Linked DNA regions of Acanthopagrus latus: region 1 is linked to region 2. A link is a contact called in public Hi-C data. All regions are on one chromosome and are shown on one strand. The core of a region is the stretch at or near the end of the contact, and the rest is flanking DNA. Distances in the headings are between cores, read along the strand shown. Region 1 holds the start of sst5 (somatostatin-1A). Region 2 holds the start of LOC119027485.

Evidence for each region. Hi-C and Micro-C count contacts between places; a contact is called where the count stands out from the background.
Region 1: a Hi-C map of muscle shows a contact between it and region 2, with 2.4 times the contacts expected there. The contact joins the promoter of sst5 here to the promoter of LOC119027485 in region 2. A contact is called at or near these places in 2 of 4 Hi-C or Micro-C datasets (liver and muscle).

The regions. Positions count from the first base shown.
Region 1 is chr10:10,027,276-10,032,171 of fAcaLat1.1, forward strand. sst5 (somatostatin-1A) reads right to left here and starts at 1,385. Exons shown (of 2, transcript XM_037111636.1): 1 at 1-1,385. It overlaps acox3 (peroxisomal acyl-coenzyme A oxidase 3), which reads right to left. Exons shown (of 20, transcript XM_037111624.1): 17 at 4,866-4,896; 18 at 3,143-3,229; 19 at 2,734-2,872. The coding sequence ends at 2,753.
Region 2 is chr10:9,890,094-9,895,223 of fAcaLat1.1, forward strand. LOC119027485 reads left to right here and starts at 3,451. Exons shown (of 3, transcript XM_037112721.1): 1 at 3,451-3,655; 2 at 3,813-3,886. The coding sequence starts at 3,627. It overlaps si:ch73-335l21.4 (E3 ubiquitin-protein ligase-like), which reads left to right and starts at 1,299. Exons shown (of 2, transcript XM_037112722.1): 1 at 1,299-1,923; 2 at 2,676-3,095. The coding sequence starts at 1,446. The coding sequence ends at 2,734.

The DNA of each region.
Region 1 (4,896 bases), core at 135-2,634, 140 kb after region 2:
ATTGTACACATAGTACTGTCCTAGAACTTTCTGTGGGCATGTTGCTAAGGTGTTTGTACACCACGTAATGTACTGTTAGTTAGCTACTGCTAGCAATAGCTAACTAACAATTTCTGGAGGCATCCATCTTGAAAACACTCAACTCGGGCATGATGCATTTCCCAGCTACGAACATCGGACTTTTGTGATAGCCTAACTGGAACTCGGAGTAGCTACCAGCGGTCAGGTTGCATTGTGGGTAATGTCGGCACTAGGGATCCAAAAACAAATCCCTGTGTCTCACATTATTTGAGGGTTTATCAGCCAAAAGTTGGGAAATTAGCTACAAAATCATGTCAGGTTGGATGTAATTCTGTTGAAATAATAATATCAAGAACTTAACATGCCTGTTTTTCACCTTTACACGAGCCAGCGTGGCAAAAATCGGGAAATAAAAACAAGTTAACATCTTTCTCGCCACATCAACGGTGTGCTGAAGACCATCAATAACATGCTTTTATTTTCTCCCTGTCACAAAATGCACTCTGTTTTTCCGTCGCACTCCATTTTGTTGCTGTTTATTTATAATTTCCTCGTTGATCCAGCTCATCGAACTTGAATTCAGCCTCACATCTTCCCCTAGGAGCGTTCTCGGTTTGAGACCCTCTGACCTTTTTCCCCACCGCGGGACTGTGAGTCTGATTAGTCAGTCTTTAATCATGACACGACGTGACTTTCGGTAACATTTTCCGAGCGGTGAGGGTGTCGTGACCGCAGGCTTCCAGCCACGCCGCCCTGAACAAAGCGGAGGGGTCTGACGGAGTGACGATCGCACGAATCACACAACATCCGCCGCCTCCTCACCTGCTGCTACATCATATAAAATAGTGTCAGTGTATCGGCAGTCTGTCAGGGTTAATGAAACGTCTTCACAGTTAATGAGCACCAATCCCTCCCGCTGATCTGCGCGCACCTCCATAGGATTATACGTGCTGCTGTCAGTTTCGTTATTTCACGGCATTAATTAAAAGCTGGTGACTCAAAGGGTTCCATTTCCATCTGAGCCGACTAATTGAGCCACACATTTCTCTGCCAAGTCATGTCTCCTGACATTAGGGTGCCGTAATGTAGAGTTATATTAACAATGTGAACTCTCTCTTATCTAAACACACATGCACCGGGGGAAAACAGTTGGCAACTGTTACAATAGGGCTTGTCAACCTAAAAATGCCTGACATGTAGAGAGAATACACTTTAATTTAGAGGACAATGTTCTCTGTCAGACAGAGCTGCATCAGTCTGGCATCAGGAACATATGTTTATCTGTTCTGCTGGATCAGTGGCGAATCCTAGTATTTCAAAGAGAGAAATGAAATACTACATACTGTACATCAACATTTCTTTCGCAAAATAATTACATACGTAATCTCTGGCGGGGCACTCATCAATCTGAATATCCAGGCTCACGAGTCGTCTTCTTTCACTACAATCTTCCACTGAATGATCACTAGTTCTGCTGTCATATTAGAGGAAAAATAAATATAAACCTTAACTCAAACTTTTCTGGGTGCTAACTCGTAGTAGAACGAGATACCAAATATGATTCAGTGAGCAGCACCCAAGAAAGAAAGACATTTGAAGAACATGTACATCGTGTCAGACTCATCAGCAGTCTTCCTCGTTGTCGTTTAACGCTGCCGTTCAACATTAAAACTCTAGAATAACAGAAAAAAAAAATGCATAAGGATGCATGATTTTTTGCTAGAATTGATGCCCACAGGGTAGAAATTAATCCCAGCTCCAGTTGCATGAATGGGGAAATGGCTGATACGCACAGGGGATATACTGAAACCAGTCTTTCAGGATTCACGTCACAATTCACAAGTTGTATTAGTGAATGTATTTAATTTGTGTATTTATATCAAGATACAGTATTACAAAAAATAATCTTTAAAGAGTCATGTGGCACTGCACGTTATCTACATGATTTTTAGCTTTGGTAAAATATTACATCCTTCTAGTCTACTACAAAACACGGTAAGTCTAAAAAGAAATCGCAAACCATTCAGTTTGGAGGTTTCTTATCTGCGAGACATTTAAATGGATTTAATTGACGATAATTACGATTTTTGCAAATCAAATGATGATGAAAAAAAAAGATTAACAAAATCTAACCACAGAAAGCCAGCGTTTTTTTTTTGTTTTTTTACAAATTTTGCGAAGTATTGCGAGAAACGAGTAACGCCGACTGTTTGTATGACAAGTGCGATTTTTGGTTATGTGTTTACAGTACACCTGTCGCTCATAGTTGATATATAACCACAGGCTTTGACATTTTTTCTTATCATTTAAATGGTTCACAATCTCATCGACCCTTCATTAACAATGAAAAGTTAAGTTGTGCTATCGGGACAATATTTGGTTGACGCTGACTTGTAGTGATACTTGGCACGGCTAGGTAGTCTAAAAATAGAACTCAATCATAACACTGGAACCCGTGCTATGCTAAAACAGCATTAATTCTGTGTTAAGGACGGAAAAGTGTATCTTATAGAACTGATGGTAATGACTGTGAGTGACTGAATTCCTGTAGAACACACATTCAAGATGATATCCAGCCATTTTTTTTAGATCAATGTACAATTTCTGAGGCACAGAAGGACACAGCACTTAGTGTAGTGGCCAGAGTCGAAAATGCGGGTCACATGACGACCACTGACTCAAAAAAAAAAAAAAAAAAAGAGGCATTGGTACCTGACAGGGTGTCAGGGTTCTACAGTTTTGCATGGAGGGATCCGACCACAGGCTTGTCCGAGCAGAACTCTTTCCACCAGGATGGCCGCTCCAGCACCTGGCTGCCCTGCATCACCGTCGACCACAGGTTCTTGTAGAGCTGCGTGAAAGAGAAACAAAGATTAAGTTACCCAGAGAGACCTCGTGAAGGCTTTTTCGAGGAGTGTGAGGTAGAACAAAAATCAGAGACAGAGATTGAAGTCAGTGGTGTAAGCAGGTTTCCTTATTTTTAACTTAACTTTCGGAAACTTGCCATTATCACACGCAGCATGTCCCGGGCCATTTGCGCCGCATAAACGGCAAAGATCCTGGGAAACCAAAGTGTTTTTGAAGAGGGAGATTTAAGCTTTATGTGTCGACATGGCTTTACCTGTCCATCAGCGCAGCCAATCGGTGAGTTGAGAATGAAATCCGGAGGTGCGAAGACATCCACCAGTGCTACTGCATCATCCTTCAGCTGGAGGAGAGACACAGAGCAGAGCAGGTCAGCGACAAGCAGAGCCGTACTTTAACCGTTCAGCGTTATGAAGAGGGAGGGAGCTAACTACAGTTAACATTATACAGTTTTGTTTGTGCATTTATTAGAATCCCCTTTAGCTTCTGTGTTAACGCAGTGGCTACTCCTCCTGGGGTCTCCATCACTTTCATCAACAACATTCCATTGATAAACTTACATTAATACACATAACATCCATACTCACAGTACGACGCGAGATGCTTCAAAAACCGATAAGACACACAACGATCAAAATAAACTCAAAACTTAGCACAGACGATAGCTCTATGTAATTACTTCTCTGAAAAGTAATAACCATAATTTGGTCTTTTCTATATTGATGACCAATATATTCAACCTAAACCATTCTTCTGTTAACTTGATTTCCTTGTTAAAGACCCTACCAAATTCTACAGATGTGTGTGCTGATATATTCTACGGAAATGTCTACATACACTGCAATGACGGCATTATCAAAAATTAAAGGCAAATCATTTGTTAAATAGAAAACGGGCACTGAACAACTTCCTTGAGGCACTCGCAACTCATCGCTTGTTTACCTCACAATTACACTCATTGAAATAAACATATAACTTCGTAGTGGTACTGGCAGTAAAATGCGTATGGGCCAGCCCAGCCTACATAAACATGTCAACAAAAACATGAAATCTAGGGGGGAATGCCTCAAATGGCTTTTACAAGCCCCGGGGAAATAAATGTCAAACTGAAGGTGTATAGGAGCTTGGATTTTAAGGGGTTCCCGAATAAACACTGTTCCCTCATTAGAAAGACGTGGGCAGCCAAGATAACCCAACAGGACTGAGCAGACCAGAGTTTCTGGCTCGTTCCCCACCTCTTTTAAGTCTTCACAGAAAAAAGGGTGTCATCACGCCGTGATTGGCTGGGAGGGAAAATGCCCCAAGTTGCCTCCACTCCTCAATCAGGAGTCAGTCTCCACCACCCTGCGCACAGCTGATCTCAACCCCCTGCAATCAGTCTTGAGGGATTTTGGAAAATCGGCCCAAAACAAAGAAAGGTCGCGAGTCGGAAACAAACAAGTTCTGACACACGCAGCAGCAGATGCTTCCAAACCAAATCCAACAATGTGGCACCAGTGACTTTTTTTCTTATCCATTTCTTTCATCCGGTCGTCCGTCATCTGAGTTAATGCTGTAGTTGCAGAGTGGCCCTTTTTATATGCATGCTGATACACAGTATTTAAATCATTTTTGGGAGAAAATACTTCTGGATTTGCTCAAAGACTATTCTCTCCATGATTTTAATCAAAATGGGTGGTAGACTTATTGGTCGACTATTTTATTTTTTTTACCCGGTAGCTAATTCTTTGCTATGGGGACAATCTTGGCTATTTTTCATTTTGAAGGACAAACACATTTTTCCAGACTTGCATAAAATAAATCAAATACAAAGAAATACAGTGCAGTAGTACAGTGGTTCTCAACCTTTTCGAGTTGCAAATCACAACACACTACATAATACCACACAGTGTGACTAAGAAATACAGAAAATGGTATGGATGTATACTGTGTTATTTGCAAATACTTTTAAGTCATAATTTAGATAGATGTGTTTGTACCTGGGAGCAGAGAGTGAGGATGGCCATCTGG
Region 2 (5,130 bases), core at 2,201-4,700:
GTCTGCTAGCTTAGCCGGATTTTTATTGTAAAGTGAACACAACTCACCACTCTCCTGCAGCAGCTTCCTGTTCTGTGTAAGTCCTTGCGAGTCGATTACCGAGTGAAGTTAGAAATGCTCAATTCCGTTATTTTCCCTGTCCGCTCTCGATAATAACTGTTATAAGCTGGCAGGTAAGACACATATGAACTTTGATTGCATTTCCATAGTGTAATACATGGTGTCATACATTTTCATCCTTGAGCTGTGGAACTCTACCGCGCTCGGTAATCGAATTGCAGGGACTTCCCCACAACAGCAACCTGCGGCAGGAGACTGGGGAAGGCCGGTTTCTTGTTGGAGGCACAGACTGCAATGTATTGTTATCGTGCTGTCATTTATGAGGTTGCTAAAACTACGTCAGTTAGCAGTCTAGAAACTTGATCTCTCGAGGTGGGGTCTTATTCAGTGTCACGGTGTGTTAGACCACATATTCATGACAGTTTTCAGTGTTATTGTACTGTACTATAGAAGGCAGGGAGCAGCACAAATGGCATACTTTGTTTTGAAAAAGTGTTCAGTCCTTTGTGGCATAGCGCCTTTTCAACCTGTGTTGCGCAACAGGTCCAAGAAGACTGCACTGCGCTGTCTACATGACAGTAAAGCATTAAAGGTTTCTTTCATTCTCCTCGCTTTTTCGGTAAACACCTTCTTTTACGGTCATCCGAGTCGAAAAAAGCTGTGTTGTTTTTTTTCTTTTCTTTTTTTTTGCATGACCAAGTGCTGTTACAGGAAGCTCAATGCTGGCAACAAAAAAGCGGGAAGGCCTACTAGGCGGCGAACAAAAGACAGTGCTGCTCGGGGTCTGCGATTGTTGGCCAGGATTTCAGCCGGAAATCACCGTGAAAGGGCAGTGAGCGAGGTTGTTTGGGGATTACCACGGAGAGAGGGAAGGGCTTGCGTCATATCACACACACACACACACACACACACACCCTCAACTGTCAGAGAAGGGTGAAAGACTCCTGACACAGATTCAAGTTGGATTAAGTAGGGGAAATCTACACAGGGGACTCTCCACCAGAGAGAAACACTCAGGGGCCAATCCAACTTTTAATGATTTAATCAGTACATCTTGTTGTCTTGCATCCGCCTGCACCTGGCCGTGTGTTCCTGTCCCGTGTAATAATGACAAGCATGGAGCTGTGGAGATACGTGAGGGAGTGTGTATGTGTGCGTGTGTGCGCGCGCTCCGGTTTTGGTTGCGTCACGCGTATTTTGAGCTTGATGAGTCATAGGTTGTGTTTATTTGGCCCTGGTCTACTACGTTTTCGAGATTCCCCCCCTCGTCCTCCCCTCCCACGCACTTCCTCACACCCTGGTATAAGTCCAGACAGCTCACCCAGTCTCACTTTATCGAGACCTTGAGATAAATCAGCGAGGAGCGCCGCGGATCAAACAGCAGCATGTATTCAGAGCTCGAGTGTGGAATTTGTTACCGGACCTTTAACGGAGGTCGGCGGTGTCCCCGGGAGCTCCAGTGCAAACACAGCTTCTGCGAGAGCTGCCTGCTGGCCCTGTCGCGACCCCAGGGCCCCGGCGAGGCGCGTCTGGGAGCGGACGCGTCCATCGTCTGCCCGCTGTGCCGACACACCACATCCATCTCCGGAGAGGGGAAGATCCGAGCCGAGCTGAGGGTGGACGAGTGCGTCCTGGCGCGGCTGCTGGCCGAGGGGGTCCTCGACCGGGAGGACCCGGAGGAGGAAGAGCGGGACGGTGACGTTCAGGACGGCTGTGACGACAAGGAGGCGTCGACGCCTCCCGAGAGCGCAGCCGAGGAGAGCGACTCTCCCGCGGGCTCCAGAGGAGGGAGGCTTCGGCGGTCTTGCCGGAAAGTTTGGAAGAAGATAACCGGGAAGAGCTCACGTCCGAGTGGCGGAGAAAGTAAGTTAAATAGTGGACTGCGGTTCGTAAGGGGTGGTTCAAGTAGTTTTGGACTTGTCGTGTTGTTCAAGTGAAACATTCGGCAGTTCTTAAAATGAGCATTTTTAGAATGAAGTTTGGTGGGAGGTGACCAAAAGAACAGTAGGCTACAAAAACACGACTTAAGCGTAACTTGAACTTTTAGCACGTAGTTCTTAACCACTGTTGTCGGGGCAAAACATTATGGGAGTTCTTAAAATGAGTCTTTTGAGAATGAAGTTTGGTGGGGATGACCAAAATAACAGTGGGTTACTCATACAGGTTTTACAGGTGGCAGTAAAGGACACAAGTTTAGCCTCGGCTTCAGTGTAAATTGTGCCACATTTAATGAAATACATTTTGACATTTTCTCTCACACACACAAAAAGCAAGCTTTTCTGTGTCGCTTTGACTTTTTAGTGTCTAGTTTTTGTCTTGTCACGTTGGGGCAAAACGTTAGGGAGTTTCTTAAAATGAACATTCGGAGAATGCAATTTGGTGGGCGTGACCACAGAAGCAGCAGGCTACCCATTCACGCTTTTGTTTTTCTTTTTGTAATTGGCAGAAAAAGCACACCAAGCACTAATTTCTTCCATTTTCGAATGGGACACAAATTTGTAATTTTTAAATGTTGAGTACCCAAAATATACCCCACACCTGACAGAGGGATTCATCAAATAAATAGTGAATATATCAATTGTTCTAATCTAATTTGTCCCCCTTTCTTTTGGCAGACTGTCTCACTGGTGACGACATGAGGAACCTCGCCATGATGTCCTGCTTCATGTTTTAAGGAATCTACAGCTTCAGATACCCTGGATAATGTGATACCAGCCTATATTTATACTCAAGATATCCTTCGGCGTAATGGACTTGATAATGATGATGATGATAACCCTTGCTGGCAAGACACACGGACACATACAGTCATGATATAAGTTGTTTTTTTTAGCTTTCTGACTGCCTTTTTAAATGATACCACTATGTTGCTGATACAATCAGATGAGGAAAAAAAATGTGAATCGCCAAAGTTGCCCATTTTAGGCCTATTAATGCACTAATGTACGTGATATTTATTGTTTTTCATAATTGTATTTATTTGATGTATTTGTTACATATTTAACGGAGAATAAATAAACTCTGATTTGAAATCACTTTCTCATGGCTGCATGCTGAATTGAGGATGGGCGTTCCAGTGAGTCACTTTATTGGATCCTGAAAAGAGGAAAACAATGGTGTAATTGTGTGTGTGGGTGTGTGTGTGTGTGTGTGTGTGGGTGTGCAAAAACACAGTTGCGACAACATGCTCGATCAAGTCTAGGCCAAACAGAAAGTGCGCTTTACAAAGTAAAAGTCAAGGTGGAGACAAATGTGTAGTTGCACTCAAAGATCATCACAGATAAACACATTCAGAGATCAAATATTGAAATACATTACAAAGTATTCTTCAGTGAATCAACTAAATCAGGGAAACTCCCCTTTCAGGACAACTCCAGGAAGTGGGTTACTTGAGGCCAGGTGAGGAGCATTTCCTCCAATCAGACTCGCAAGCGGCAGCAGAGTGTCAGAGCACGGTGACTCATTTCTATGACAAGTAAAACTAATGGACTGACAACACTACTACAACTTTCCTTTTATGGGCTTTTCTTGGCAATCTTAAAAAACCTAGGAGGAAACTGACCATCATGTTTGAAAGCTCTGCTCCCTACTTGAGGTAAATATCACGTTTTACAAGCTCTGTGCACACGCAGTCATAAAATCTGAAAAGGGTTGGAGGTTATTTTTTTCCTTTTTTGAGTGACAGCATTATTATTCCCATAAATTACAACAAAAAAATACTCCAGTGAGTGTTCTTTTTCTTTTTTTCCCAGACTCTTGTTTGTCTTTGCGGCTGTGGTCTGTGCAGCTGTTGCACCATTCATCGTGCGCTCACATGCTGCAAGAGGTGAGCGCAAACAGGCCAGTATCTGCCGGTTCTATTCTGCTGCGTGTGCAGCTTCAGTGAACTGATGCTCGTCTTAATGGCTCTCTGAGAAATGTCATGACTCACGTGTTGGCTGATAGATGGAGGCGAACGCGTTTCGTTTACTTAAAAGCCGCAGCTGTTTGATTTACAGATATGTTCTAAGGCATGTCCTTTAACTTTAAGTTTTATGCTGGCAGTGAACCAAAAGTGTAGAGAGCTATGGGTTTAACTAAGTGAAGTCCTGTCCCTTCCCGTTTGCACCATGACACCTTATTCATCGCACAGTTTAAAGTTATTCGTCTCACCGCGGACCATATTCACTCAACATCCATTTTACCCTGATGTCACACTCGGCAAGTAACCTCAAAAAGAAGGAAAGGTCATCACGTCACTGAATCTCGCTTTGGGGCCAGACTGTGGTTCCTGCTGTATTTGAAGTCTACAGGAGATCTCTCTACTTTGTATGACAGTTAACAACCGATTTTAACAACCGATTTTTTATTTCACAAATGAATGACAGGGCTGATAATACTGTGACCAGAAGTGGCAGGTCTGACCTAATACAGCTGATGAGACTGAAATGACACTGTGAACAGGAACCAGGGATAAACAATGTCAGTGAAATAATGACCTTTCTTTTTTTAGGCTCCTTGGCTCAGGGCGGGAAGTTTGAATGCTGGAATAATGTTATGTTGCTGCGTACATGGTTGCAAATTCCGTAAAAGTACAAAATCTGAAAAAAAAAAAAAAAGTTATCTTTTCACCTCTTCCCAACTGACCAGCAACTGAAAAGATGATGGAAAGGGAAAATCTGAAGGGACAACGGGCCACATTTAAAGACAAAATGACATATTTAATAACCCCTTCACTTACGTCGGCACTAATTCACTCCCCAGCTAACGTTACCATCTGATTTCATCCTGATTGTTGATCTTTTAGAATTCACACCTATCTAAATGTATTGCCTAACACTATCAAACAATAACATTAGCTCAAAACTGGTTGTTGTCCAATGTTAGTGGCTTATCAAATGTGTTGTTTTACTTGGAAACATGGCCCGATGTGATCTGCTGATTACCATGATTACCAGGTCCCATAAGGGAAAGTGGAAGGGTCATTACTTGGCTGTCTATTGTGAAGAAGTAAAGGAAAACTTTAATTCAAGACATTTTAGTATTTCTACAGCCTTACAGCTATTATTTGCCTGTATAACAGCATTAGAA